Regions from separate parts of the Oryctolagus cuniculus genome. Here region 2 is linked to region 1. The links are chromatin contacts, called in public Hi-C maps. All regions are on one chromosome and are shown on one strand. Each heading gives the region's core, a stretch centred on a gene start, on an enhancer-like site or on the middle of the called end of the contact. The rest is flanking DNA. Distances are from core to core; before and after follow the strand shown.

What was found. Hi-C and Micro-C count contacts between places; a contact is called where the count stands out from the background.
Region 2: a Hi-C map of an unstated tissue shows a contact between it and region 1, with 2.8 times the contacts expected there. The contact joins the enhancer-like site here to the promoter of TRIO in region 1. A contact is called at or near these places in 3 of 6 Hi-C or Micro-C datasets (ear pinna, psoas muscle and an unstated tissue).

The regions. Positions count from the first base shown.
Region 1 is chr14:43,264,162-43,271,510 of mOryCun1.1, reverse strand. TRIO (trio Rho guanine nucleotide exchange factor) reads right to left here and starts at 3,650. Exons shown (of 56, transcript XM_070056597.1): 1 at 2,968-3,650. The coding sequence starts at 3,124.
Region 2 is chr14:43,385,597-43,392,945 of mOryCun1.1, reverse strand. The region is part of intron 1 of TRIO (trio Rho guanine nucleotide exchange factor); the gene reads right to left. Among named protein-coding and RNA genes, the nearest start is that of TRIO, 120 kb to the right of the region's middle. Within about 2 kb of position 3,760, at least 2 of the 8 cell types and tissues checked have an H3K27ac peak or open chromatin away from gene starts, as enhancers often do.

The sequences.
Region 1 (7,349 bases), core at 2,401-4,900:
CTCTCCAGGGAAGGTGTTCAGTCCCCAGCGACCAACTCCAAACCTTGGCAAGGGGCAGTGCCTCTCCTTGAACACCTGCAGTAATGGAGAAATCCACAGCAGCTCATTCTACTTCTGAACTGCTGTAATTGCTAAAAAGTTTTAACAAGCCAAATTTTTTTTTCCTTTCATTCAACCATGGGTACCAGTTTTCAACCTGTGGCTATGAACATAAAGTTGATTACAGAAGCCATGAGAAGGATAACAAGAAGAAAATAAGACAGACAAGCAAACATGGTGTCAGAGCTGAGAAGAGAAAGAAAACCATCAAAAAGCCTTTGTCTATGTCATCTTAGTTTAAAAACACTCCGGAAAAATGTTTACACCCTGATCAAAGAGAACCTATTTTCCACATTTCCACATCTTAGAAAAGACTGTAGGACAGATTTGGTTGCTTCATTCTCCTCAGCCATCACATTCAATCTAAAGTGCCCAGGAGGGTCCCTTTGGTTGCTTCCCTCACAGATGAACTCCCCACCCAGGGTCCCCCTGATTGATTGGTCCTGACTGTGCAAACCCCTCCCCACCACACCCCACCAAGGGAAAAGCCCCTCTCCACCCTCTGCTAGATACCACTGGCCTAGATGCTAGAAGCAAGATCTAGGACAGGAATTCAGAGCAGTGGAAAAAAAATTAAGATATATTTGAAAGAGTGACAGAGAGAGCAGAGGCAGAGTGAGAACTTCCATCCACTTGTTCGCTCCCCAAATACCCTCCAACAGTTGCACCTGGACCAGGCCAAACTCAGGAGCCAGGAAAGCCAAATGGGTATCCCAGGTGGGTGTCAGGAACCCAAGTACTTGAGCCATCAGCACTTCTTTCCCAGGTCCATCAGCAAGAAGCTGGATCAAAAGTGCAGGGTGGCTGGGCCTCGATCAGCACTCTGACAGGGGATGCAGGTGTCTGGGCAGTGGTTGAACCCTCTGTGCCCCAAGCCCATCCCAGGAGAAGCACTTTTAAAAGAGATTCCATTCTATCCCTGGGATGGGCCGCTGCAACTGATCCTACCAAAAACCTGGCTGCCCCACTCCTGGTTCCAAATCAAACAACTAAAGGGGAAGTCTGTGAAGTCAGCACCAAGCCAGGGAGCAGCATTACCTGGTTCTGCCTCAAACTGAACGCTAACAGGAGCCTGGGCGGACAGGTACAGCCAGGCCTAGGCAAAGAAAGAGCAAATGCTAACCCCTCAAGAGCCGCTAGACAGGGAACAAGTTTTCTGTGCCAGTCCAGTTCGACCTGATGTCTTCTGGGGCGCTTGGCAGAAAAGGAAGCAAATTCTGTAGTATGCATAATAGAGCTGGAATAAAATCGGTAAAATCGGTCTCACGAGCACCAAAAATTCCATTCCCGGGGCACAACAGCCTTTCTGACAGAGTGGAGTTCAATTCTGCACGGATTCTATTATTCTGTGACAGGTGGTAGAGACAGAAAGGAGACAGGCTAGACTTTAGCTTCAGGGCATGAAGGAAATACGTCCCAGTTCTGCTATAAGAGGTAAGACGGGGTTGCCTTACCAGGCTGGTCGCACACACGCAAAAAGAGGCTTTCCTTCCAAGGAGCCCAGGGTGTCCTAAACCTTTGCTTTCTGCGGGGACCTCTCCGGAGGAGCACTGGTAAGTCTATTAACCCTGAACTGACACTGCAGAGCCAAGAGTGTCACTCCTAGGCACAACCAACCTGTTAAAACTGAGTCGAAAATAACCCCGCCTGGCAGACCCAGAAGACAGGGCAGCCAGCGCTGAACTAGGTTTCACCCGCACAGCAACTTCTGCCTCCGACACTGCCCTCCCCTGCGGCTGCTCCTCGCCACCCCGGGTGCCGAGAGGTTCTCCCCAGATCTTAAGCTCTGGTTCTGAAAGAAGCCACGGAGAAAGAAACGCGAGCCGCCGACCTCCCCCGCGCCTCCCGGCTCCTCGGGATCCCCGACCCGGCCGCGCTTACGGGGACCAAGGTCAGCACCCCGCACCGCCCGGTACCGACCTGGCGCGCCCTCCTCTGCTCTCCAGCGCCGGCTCTGCATCCTCCCCGCCCCGCCGGAGACTGCGCTCCGGGCCGCGGACAGCTCGGCCGCCTCCCGCCGCTCGGCAAACGCCCGCACGCGCGAGCAGACGGGGCTGGGCGCGGGGGCGCGGGGCCGCGGGCCCCGCTCGCGCGGGATCTGCGCTGGGCTGGAGGCGGCGCCGCCGCCGGGATCCCGGGGACGCCCTGTCACGCCCCCTGCGCCGCACACCCACGCCCCTCCCGCAGCCGGTCACGGCGCTCGCCTCTCCCGCGGCCACCCCTCCTCGCCTGGGCGGACCCGGGGCCACCCACGCAGGGCCGCGCGAGCCTCGGCCCCCGAAGCCCCACATGCCTCTCCCGGGCCGCCCCCGAGACAATGGCTCACCAAGCCCCCTGACGCCCTCCCTAGGTGACGGGGTACCACGGCTGCCCCATTTCACAGAAGGGTAGATTGAGGCCGGGGATGACAGGCTCAAGGACCGAGCACGAGAACCCGGTTGAATTCGCCAGACACACGCACAGAGGAGCGCCGGTTTCCCGGACCCGGAGTGACCCTGACCGGGTCTGCTCGGCCCCAGGGCAGGGGCCTCCGCCCACGCCGTCCACGCCGCCGTCTCCCTGGCCCTCCCGCAAAAAGAGACAAAGAGCCGGCGCCCCAGCTCGCGGAGCTGCCGCCGCCGCCGGCAGAAAAGGGGGGATTTAACCCAGGACCTGGGGAGGGAGCGAGGAAAGCGAGCCCGCGAGCGGGGCGGCGTGGGCAGCGAGCAGGACGCCGGGCGGGTCGGATCTGGAGTCCCGGCGCGAAGGTGCAGTGCCGGGCGGGAGCGCGCGGGGCCCGGAGGGCGGGCAGGCACCGGGTGCGCCCGGGGCCGCCTACCGCGCTGGGCAGCGCCGCCAGGGCAGGCGGCCGGCCGCGGTAACACTCACCGGATCGGAAGAAGGCCGCGATGTCGGCCAGGTCCTTGGCCGCCTCCTCAGCCCCCTCGCCGGCGCCGCCCCCGCAGCCCGAGCCGGCCGCGCTGGCCGCCGCGGCGGGGCCAGAGGACGCGGCGGGGGCGGCGGCACCGCCGCTGCTGCCGCTCATGGCTGCGGCAGCGCCCGCGGCAGCGCCCGCGGCCGCGCCCGCCTCAGGCCCCGCGCCCCTAGCGCCGAGCGCCGCCCGTTCCGCGCCGGATCTGGCGGCGCCGAGCGCCCAGCTGCCCGCGCCCGGCGCGCGGACGCAGAGCCCCGGGGCGGCGGCGGGCGGCGGCGGCGACGGCTCGGCCCGAGGAGCGCGCCCACATAGACGAGGACTCCACCCGGGAGTCGCGAGCCGACCGCGCGGCGGGGGCGCGGAGCCACGGCCTCGGCGGCGCCGGCCGGAGCGCGGGCAGCAGCGCGCGCCGCGCCGGACACGCAGTCGCGAGGCGGGGGGCCCGTGGCCGGCGGGAGCTCCGGGATCACGGACGCCGGCGGCAGCCACGAGCCTCCATCTTGATTTCAAATGGGGAAGGAAGGAGGGGGAGGGGGTAAATCACGGCTGAGGGAACCCGGGTGAAAGGAAAAGGGAGAGCAGGGAAAGGAGAGGAAGGAAAAAAAGAGGGGCTTCGGGAATTTCCGGCGAGCCTCGTCAGGGGCCGAGCATGGGTTCGGCGGGTGGGCGGGGCCTGCTGGAGGGGCGGGGCCGGCGGGCAGCCGCGGAGTGCGCAGCCTGGCGGTGCTGTCAGCCGGGCAGCTCCGGGCCGGAAAGCGGCCGGAGAGCTCTGACTGGCCGTTCTCGCATGGCGCCCCAGTTGGGCGCGAGCGCCGGGGCCATTCCCTTCTCGATGGCGTGCCCGCGGGTGACTGGCCCGGACAGCGCTGAGGGGACCAGCTCCGGCGCCGCGCGGGCACTGGCTCCGCAATAGTCGCCGAGGTAGCCGAGGGGTCGTCGACGTGGGCGATCTGTCCAGTCCCCTCGGCAGTCAAACGAGACTCCTCTCGGACTTCCAACTCCCCAGTCCTGACCCCGCCACATGTGTGAGGGGAAAGGATGGGGACCGTAACGAAAACCCAGGTCAGACCAGTCCTTGCTCTAACGTGCAGGTGCAAGGCGCCTGTGCCCTGGCGACGGCCGAGTGCCGGAGGGGGGAGGGGTCAGAGGTTAAAGAGCAAACGCAGAGGAACCGGAGATGTAGAAGAAAATATGTGTAGCCTGGATGCGAACAATTAAATAAGAGGTTGGTGGACGGTCGCCGGCACGCCTGTCACTGTTGAGTGGCAGGTTACAGAGGAGCAAGGGGAGGAGGCTAGAGCCAGCCACGTGGTACTACTGGATGAGAGGTGAAGACATTATACCAGCTCCCGTCTGGCTTAGCCACTTGCAGGTGGGTACTTGAGCAGATTTATGGGGGTGGGTGTGGGTGTGTGTGTGTGTCGACGCAGGGCAGAACAAATACATCCGTCTCCTTGCTGTGTCAGCCAGTACACTGTAGAAGCAGCCCGGGTGGCGGCAAACGTGCCCAGCGCTCGCATGTTTTAAATACCATTCTCCAATAAAAGAAATCAGGGCTTCTTGGGGAAATGGCTGATTCTAGGACTGGGACCGGAAAGATTTAATCAGAAGCTAAAGCATCCTGTGGTGCCAGAAGATAAGGAAGTGCCTCTCCCCCACCCCCACTTTTTTTTTTTAAAGCAACAATAGGACCTGCATTGTGGCCCGGCAGGGACCATTCATGCCATATGAATGCTGGTTGGAGTCCCGGCTATTCCGCTTCCGATCTAACTCCCTGCTAATGCTCCAGGAAAAGCTGCAGAAGACGGCCCAAGTACTTGGACCCCTGCCAGCCACAGATCAGAATGGAGTTCTTGGCTCCTGGTTTCTATCTGACCTATCCCAGCCTTTGCAACCATTTGGGGATTGACCAAGTAGATGTAAGATCTTTCTCTCTCAGTCTCCCCCTCTCTCTGTAACTCTGCCTTTCAAATAAAATAAGCCCTTTAAAAAATAATTTTAAAAAACAATCACAACCATGATGAGAGTGTGTCAAAGGCATACAGGAGGGCCGGCGCCGCGGCTCACTAGGCTAATCCTCCGCCTAGCGGCGCCGGCACACCGGGTTCTAGTCCCGGTCGGGGCGCCGGATTCTGTCCCGGTTGCCCCTCTTCCAGGCCAGCTCTCTGCTGTGGCCAGGGAGTGCAGTGGAGGATGGCCCAGGTGCTTGGGCCCTGCACCCCATGGGAGACCAGGAAAAGCACCTGGCTCCTGGCTCCTGCCATCGGATCAGCGCGGTGCGCCGGCCGCGGCGGCCATTGGAGGGTGAACCAACGGCAAAGGAAGACCTTTCTCTCTGTCTCTCTCTCTCACTGTCTACTCTGCCTGTCAAAAAAAAAAAAAAAAAAAAAAAGGCATACAGGAACCCATCGACAATGCTCCCAAAGTCCAAAACTGGAACAAATGGAGCAAGAAAATAAATAAAGCACTATTTGATTATAACTGAAATTATAAAATAAAAATACCCACAAGTCCAATACTGATATCAATAAATTATTAAATGGAGAAAAGAGATGAAACACCCATGCAGAATTCTGAATAATAGATACAGACGTTTTTCTCTCAAGGAGATGGAAGGGAACCTCCATCCGCTTAACTGGGGCCTGACATAGTAACCCCTGGAGAAACCTGCCAAGCACTGCTTCAACCTGGTGGCCACAGGGAACATCAGAAACAGTGGTGGATCATTTAGTAGTGTGTTCACTTGATGAGATGCACCAGCAAAGCCATCTTACCTCTCCCAAACTGTAACTTCAGTCCCATTATGAGAAAGACATCAGATGAATCCCAGTTGAAAGACATTCAACAAATTACCTGACCAGTACTCCCTCAAACTGTCAAGGTCATCAAAAATAAGGAGAGTCTGGGAAACTACCCAAGCCAAGTGGATCCCCAAGAGACACGGCAACTAATTGCAAAATGGTTCCTTGATGAGTGTCAATTTGTAAAGTCAACAACAGGAGTCACTGTGCACTTACTCCTCATGTAGGATCTCTGTCCTTAATGTGCTGTACATTGTGATTTAATGCTATAACGAGTACTCAAACAGTATTTTCCACTTTGTGTTTCTATGTGGGTGCAAACTGTTGAAATCTTTACTTAATGTATACTAAACTGATCTTCTGTATATATATATATATATATATATATATATATATATATATATATATAAAAGTGGTTCCTTGATGTGATCCTGGAACCAAAAAATACATGAGGTAAAAACAGAAAATCTGAGTAGTATTATGGATTTGTTAGTGACAATTGCTGCTTCCTTAATAGTGAGAAATATTCCCAACTAAGAAAAGATGCTGACAACAGGGTGGACTGTGTGGGAGTGTATAGAAATCCTCTGCTATTTTCACAATGTTTTTTATAAATGCCCTTCCATTCTAAAATGTTTTCTAAAGTTTTTTTTTTTTTTTTTTTTTTTTTAATGGATGTGCTTTATCTCAAAGGAAAAAAAAAAAAGGTTACAGGGTCTGGGCATAGTCACACAGCCTGCATCTTACATGAGCACTGGTTGGAGTTCCTGCTGCTGCACTTCTGATCCAGCTCTGTGCTAATGCACCTGGGGAAACAGCAAAGGATGGTCCAAGTGCTTGGACTCCTGCCACACACAGGGAAAACAGGATGAAGTTCCAGGATTCTGGCCATTTGAGGAGCGAACCAGCAAATGGAAAAACAGTTTACAACACAGTAGCTGATGACCTGCTCAGGTGTGCTAACAATGTTTAGTTTCCTTATATCTTTCTCAGTTAATTTCTATCCCCAGCCCCCTATCTCCCTCATGGAACAAAACTTAATCCCAGTTCAGGGAAAACCCATCCTCTGAGGGTTTTCTCTGTTGAATGCTTTTCCCCCTGTCTTCTTCCCAGGGTTGTTTCCCAGCTCCTTGGGGCAACAGAGTGGGAACAGTGGAGTTGTAGCTGGTCCTTGCTCATCATGGGTTCATGCTGGCACCAATGTAGATGAGTGCCCCTTTATCCTGCATGGATTACAGGAATTGCTAAGGCTTTGCCTTCTGCTTTTGCTTCCTCCTCACCCAACTATGAGAACTCTGCAGGTTTGCTGCCAGTGAGTGCTCCCCAAACTCCCCATCTACTCCCAGCCACACAGGAAAATAGCTGCTCACTGGAGGCTCACACTCCCCTCCACTGCCCAGCCCCAGAAAGCGAGACCAGGATCTCTGCTCTCAGATCCCTCAAGTCTGCTGGGCACAGGTTATTTCCTCAGACACATCCAGGCTTAATGTGTTCCATCTCCTTTTGCCCAAATTGAGCAATACTTACTGCCTCTC
Region 2 (7,349 bases), core at 2,511-5,010, 120 kb before region 1:
GGCCATGCACCCGCATGGGAGACCTGGAGAAGCACCTGGCTCTTGGCTTCGGATCAGGGCAGTGCACCGGGCGCAACGGCCGTTGGAGGGTGAACCAATGGTAAATGAAGACCTTTCTCTCTATCTCTCACTGTCCACTCTGCCTGTCAAAAAAAATAATAATAAATAAATAAAAATAAATAAATAGCAGAAAGTGCTATAGGATTATGACAAATGAGGAGGAGACATAATAGAAATACTAGAAGCTATAGATACATAAGGTATCAAATCTACAGGTATTTGAAAAGATTCCTCTTTTCTTGCTCAGATGACAAAAATACATGTGATTCACACAAGTCCATGCCTACATGTGCCCTGGCCAGAGAACAGTCATCACTAACTGCAGTCCTAGGCTCCTACACTGCAGAAACAGAATTCCATCTGTGAGTTACACAACTCTGACCAAAAAGAATGTCCTAATCATAGTACCGTTAGTATGTGGCTTGAGTCACAAGAATTCCAAAACTATTCTTGATTATCACAGCTGACTTTGTGAATCATTCCTCTTTACTGATACCCATGATGGTGGATGACCCAAGTTAGGGTTGCCATACTGCAAGCCACCTTTCAGGAAGGCTATCATACTTACTTGAAAACAAAACTTAACGATGAAAACCTCAATTTTCTATGCCCTCTATAAGCCACAGACACATGTGGCCTTACCTTTGCTCTCTTACATCTGAAGTTCTTCTAGCCTACCAGTTCTTCAATTTCCTCCCAAATCAAGTAACAGTCTTTTTAGAGCAGGAAAGGCATGGATCAATGACAAATTAGTATGGAAAGGTGTTGCTTTTTTATGGTGACATAAATATGTCCAAATATGGACTAGAATATAAATTCTCAACAGTTTCAATGCAATGTTTTTGTTGAATCTGGCACAATAAAAGAGATGTAACTTGATTTAAATTGTCAATAAAACTTCTAAAATACAAAAAAGATAGCAGAAATATAAAGGCACACAAAAAAATTAGAATTTGTGGCTATAATGGTCACCTAAGTTTAAAAAACTTAGCCAATAAGCAGAGGACTCAGTAAGCACATTTAAATACTAAAACCAGATTAAATATATCATGTAACTTTCGATGAAAAGCAGGAAGAACCCCACCATGAAAGTTCCTCAGATTAAAAAGGCAGGTTCTGTTCCATGCCCTGGAGAGTTATTTATAAAACAGAATATGTGGCTATAAAAAATGTTTTTCAAAGTTAAAAATAAATGGCTTCTGTGCTATTCCAGTGATTTCAGATTACACAGCAGATAAGACTCAACTCCTAATGCTTTCTGGGTTCTGCATTAAAGGATCTAGCTGTGGTTCCTGTTAGAACGACAGCAAGCACATGGTGCTCTGCATGACTGTTGCCTGGAAGCACTCACTCTGCCCATGAGCACACAGAAGTTAAAGAACAGTGAACTGCATCTTGGAGAGTTGCTTCCAAGGTTCCAAACCTTGCCTTTGGGCCACAGACCAGGCATCTAAGTGATTCCAAGTGGGGTTATCATTATATTAATAGGTAGATGCAGGTGCCAGAAAGAGAATGTTGGTAAAATTAGAAGAGGATGCAGACAAAGGGTAGAAAAAAGGGCAACTTGAAAGGAGATAACAGTAAACAACCAACAATAGGGAATATTTAGCTGTACCCATTTTCTTAATTGCAAAATTTTTAATTATATAGAGCTCATAGTAAAGCATGCAGAAAGAGTGAATTCTTTTATAATTGAAAATAAATTTCACTACATGAGATGGAGAAACCAGTGAAGATTTTAATGAAATGCTAGCTTCAGGGGACAATGAGCACAGCACAGAATGGAGTTAGTCAAGGCTACAGTGAATGTGTTTTGAACACTCACAGATAATATCTGCCATTACTCTTCAGATCTTTATACCAATATTTGTAAAATGCTATTGGGGAAATCAGACTTGGATTCTAAAAAATAGGATTTCTATAATTATTAACTGAAAAGAAATGTGTCAACACACACACACACACACACGAAATCACCTTTCCCTAAAAGAAATAAATTTGAAGATTTCAGTATATTTATATTAAAAACATCCCAACCCCAAAGTCAGCATATACAATAATATGAAGTAGCATGTTAATCTGAGAATGTTAAGCCCCTGCTCTCAAATCATTCCTGAAAGGCAGAGTGACAGAGAGACAGACAGAGATATCTTCCACCTGCTGATTCACTCCCTAAATGCCTAAGCCATCTGGAACCAGGAGCTAAGAACTACACCAGAGTCTCCCACCTGGCGGCAGAGACCCAAATATTCCAGTCATCATCCTCTGCCTTCCAAGGTACCAGGAGGAAGCTGGATCGGAGGCTGAGCAAGCAGCCGGGACTGGAACCAGACACCTGGTTATGAGATAGGAGCACCTCAAGTAATGGCTTAACTCACTGCACTACAACATCCAATTTCCTAAGACAATAAACATTGTGTTGCCCATCAAGTGGACTGTCTTAATCTCTCCAAATTAACCAATTTGCCAGAGGACACGTCTGTTTTGTTCCAAGCTGTATTCCAGAAGCCTATGACAGGTTAATGCACAGGGTGTTCAATTAATATGGAATGGCAAGGTAGAGAAATGAATGAGTGAACGAACAAACCAACTACTCCAATCTTTTGCCCCTGACCCCCACTTAAGCACTCCCAAATTCTTTGGCATTTTCTATTTTAGATTTGTAAAAACTGTTATGATTTATACTTATTAAAAAAAAAAAAGAAAGAAAAGAAAACCAACCTTTCTGCCCTAAGAGGAGTTATTCAGCAGTGGAAACCTTTTGGTTGAATCAATGGTCTGGAACTTCAACTACTAATACCCTACTGGTCAAATCAATTACTCATTTTTTTTCCTGAGACTCTCCAAGGAGATGCTGCATTGCTATGGTGACAAATACCTTTCTAATTTAGTCACAAGGATCAGAATGGTCACTCATTTTAGTCATTTCCATGGTATTACATTTAAAAGAAAAAAGATATCACACACACACATACACACTTATTTAAAAGGAAACAAAGTGCCATAGAAATATTTTCACCATGAGAAAAGGCTTCAGGCTACATATCATCCCAAAGGTCTGTTTTACAGAAGTGGAAAAAAAAAAAAATCAGACGACTTTAAAAATAAATTAAAGGTTTAAATGTTAAGCCAATATACAGGTTAGTGTTTTAATCCACATCTGTCCCAGGCAGGCAGTAGTAATTTGAAATTGCACATAATGCTCAGATAAACTCGTCACGTGGGTTTCTTAGTGAAAACGGTGTTAGAGCAGCACTCTGCGCTGCCCACGCTGCCTGTCTCACCTCCACAGACCACCGTGCCCCTTGCACGCACTCCGAGCTCTCACGGGGCTGTCAGCTGCCACATTTAACTATTTACTAATGAGAGACTGTTCCAAAGAGAGACTGAAGAGGGGGGGGTGGAAAAAAACCTATACTTAGAAAAACACAGGTTGCAGCAGTAATAAAAATGTGTTCATGAAAAAGGAAAGTGCTTTGAAACCAGAAAAAACAGTAGACAGTAAGCTGGCTTCCTACCAGTACTGTCTTGGTGGTAATTACCAAATTGTACTCATTAGCTAATTTGGGGAAACGGAGCACACACGCACTCAAAGCACAAAGAGCCAGGCGATAAATCTGCAACCAAGGTGCCGGCGCCGCCCTCGCATGGCCCGCGCCCTGCATGCGCAGGCGCAGAGGGGTGACGTCACCCTCTCAGGTCGGCGCTTTGATGCAGCCCGCAGGATTCTGCTCAACGCTTGGGAGCGGCAGCACCCGGCTGCTCCGGGTTCGCACTGTGAAGCTCTTCAGTTGTGCAAGCATGGAGACGAGGGATGCGTGGGAAGGAAGAACTTTAGCCTTGATCTTCTACAAACATGATAAAGGGAGGAGTGATGCAAGGTTATAGAGTCAAGGCTATAACTGTCATTTTTACTACTATGTGTTTTAAAAAATAAACATATTGCAATGCTTGTATTATTTTTATATAAATATATAACCATAACATGCACTTATAACACACATATAAAATGAATAAAGTACTTATATGAGGAATATACACATGTTCACCATCACACAAGAATATGGATAGGTTTCATGGCATAGCATTTTAACTTTTACTTATAACCTTTATGGCTATAATAACCTTCTGATGGATTAATTATTACTTCACATGATTTAAGAACCAACAGTCTTACTTTTAAGAAAGAAATGGTAGCATATGTTTGCAGGGCAGTAAAGGAATTTCAACTTAAAACAGCTTTGGCTTTTAATGTCTTATCAACAGAATACCAAGAACAAGCTAAAATAACCAAAAAGATTGTAACCAAAATGTTTTTAAGTTAATACATATCTATTAAAATAAATGTTTTTAAAATTTAAACCTTCATTAACTGTGAACTGCAAGTTAGTTAAAAAGCATAATAAACCAACAGAAGGGGATACTTCAATAATCAAAGTAGTGCTAATACAAAAGGAGACTACCTTGTTATAATCCCAAAAATCAAAGAGGAATCATGTATCATCTTTGCATCCCCAGGGACCAGCAGCTATTTACAGAGGAAAGTTAACCTCCTGTTTGTCTTGTGCCAGAATAAAGAACACATACACATTTGTCTGTTGGTGAAGCTCCCCAAGGCTGGGTATTCTGGGACCCTGATCACCCCCACCCTAGTCTACATACACATACACACAGGCACATGCATTTATGTGCATATACAGGGTTCTGTGATGCTGACCTACTACAAAGACCTGTTCTGCATAAGAAGTCTCTCAGGAAACTGTTTAGAAATTTAGTTTTAATCAGATGAATGAGTGATACAGCTGACATAATTTGATCATTGTAGCCAAATGATGTCATAATCTAGCAAATCAATAAAGGTTGACTAACCTAAAAATCCTGTTAAATCACAATACCAAACATTTCAAATATTTTCACACCTTTAACCTCTGTGAAATCAGAAAAGAAAAAAATTCGTGGCTACATTCATTTTTATAAAACTACAGGGCACAATCATATTCTGTAAAAGGTTCTGGAAAATAAAGTTATTAATTCTACTTTTCCTTTACATAGTATCATTTTTGGTTATTATGTAAGGAATAGGGGGGTAGATAAGCTGTCAACTTCAGAGGAAGGTTAAAAACTGCACTCAGAGAACATGGATTAGCCCCGCAAGGGGCAGGAGTGTCATGGAGAGCCCTTGTAGAACTCAGTCTGTGTGGTAAAGCAACATCCTGGGGGGTCAGCTATGTGGTATGCACAGCCACTGGGTCTCAAAAACAAGGGCCAGGGGTGTAAGAATAGACAATGTTCTGACAGGTGAAGGATTGTGCAGTGTGGAAGAGAGAGATGTCCATAGCAGGCCAAGGGCAGAAGAGAAGCCAAACAGCTTCAGCAGAAGCAGAGAGAAAAACACAGAAGAACAGAGAAGGTAATGGAGACTGGGTTATTCCTGCCTCCTGACAGGCAGGAAACCTTGCATCACCAGAACAAAGAGCACTGAGAAGAGGGCCCTGCATGCCTATGGGGCAGCCATGCTCCTCTGAGGTTTTTTTTTTTTTTTTTTTTTTTTTTTAAATAAACCTCTGGGTTTCTTTCTCTCAGATTTATTTATTTATTTGAAGGGCAGAGTTACAGAGGCAGAGGCAGAGGCGGAGAGGGAGGGGGGAGAGGGGTAGAGGGGGAGAGGGGGAGAGGGGGAGAGGGGGAGAGGGAGAGAATTTTATCCAATGGTTCACTCCAGTGGCAGGAGCTGGGCTGATCTGAAGCTGGCTGGAGCTTCTTCCAGGTCTCCCACGTGGGTGCAGGGGCCCAAGGACTTGGAACATCTCCTACTGCTTTCCCAGGCCATAGCAGAGAGCCGGATTGGAAGTGGAGCAGCCAGGACTCGAACCGGCACCCATATGGAATGCCTGCACTGCAGGCAGCAGCCCACTACGCAGTGTTGGCCCTGCTCCTCTGAGTTTCTAACCCTCATTTCTAAACCCCAAATCTTCTCCCTACTGTGTGGGTACCAGAGCAGTACCTGCCTGGCAAACCATCCACTCCAGTCCAAACCCAGAATCCACACTTCTGCCCTTCACCCTCTCACAACCTGCACTCCATGGACTTCATGGTTCAACTTCCTACCCCACACTACCCCAGCCAGCATCTCTCTCATGTGGACTGTTCCTGCCATTTCTTAACTGGTGTTCAGGATTCCCTCTAATCCATTCTGCCACTGTCCCCAGAAAGATCTTTCTAAAACAAGCATCTCATCATTTCACTCCTGCAAAAGTTGTCAGTGGCTTCTCAGTAACCTCAAATAAATAAAGTCCAAACTCCCTGATCTGACACAGTAACCTTCAGAATGCAATCTCTGCAGCCTCACAAACTCGCCAGAGCGCTCGCTCATTCTTTCAATCTCTCTCTCTCTCACACACACACTCCCTTCAACATGTGCTGCTCCTCCACTTGCCTAAAACACCCTCTTCCCTCCCCATCCCCAACACAACTCCTACATACTTCCTCACCTTCCTGAGTCCCCCACTGCTAGATCACATACCCGGAATTCTGTATTTCCACAATCCCAAACCTTACCACACTGTACAGTAATTATCCAAATACTTGTCATGTCCCCATGAGCAGGGACTGCTTTGTGTCCTGTGTGTGGTTCCAAGTCAGTGAGCTGCAGATTGCCACAATGCAGAGCAAGAACTCAACACCCAGATGCTCAGACCTGGAGACACACAATGCAACTGGGGTGGGGGGGTGGTATTTATAGGCAGACAGAGACACAGGAGGTAAGAGGGGTGGGAGGGGCAGGTGTGCTGGTTCACTCTCCAAATGTTCACAAGGGCCAGACTGCACTGCAGTCTAAGCCAGGAGCCAAGAACTCAATGCATTCCCACATGGATGGCAAGAGCTCAAATACTTGAGACTTCACCACTGCCTCTCAGAGTCTACGTTAGCAGGAAGCTGAAGTCAGAGTCAAGTACTGAACCCAGGTACTTCAATATGGGACATGGGCATCTGTCCCACACAATAAATTTTAAATGATCATCCACAATGTGGAGCTCTGAGCTCACAGTATCCATCTAGCAGGAAGTTAGCAACAGGTGCCAAAGCAGACAACTAACCACACAAACTCCTTCGAGCGAATGAAGTGACTAAATCCTTTCTCTGTCTAGTATAACTAGTAACCAACTACTACACAGAATAATGTTTACATGTTCTCATTATATATTATATATTATATGTAACATATATAATATACGTGACATATATAATATACAAAAGTTTCACCTTAAGGTTTTACAATGTAATTGAAA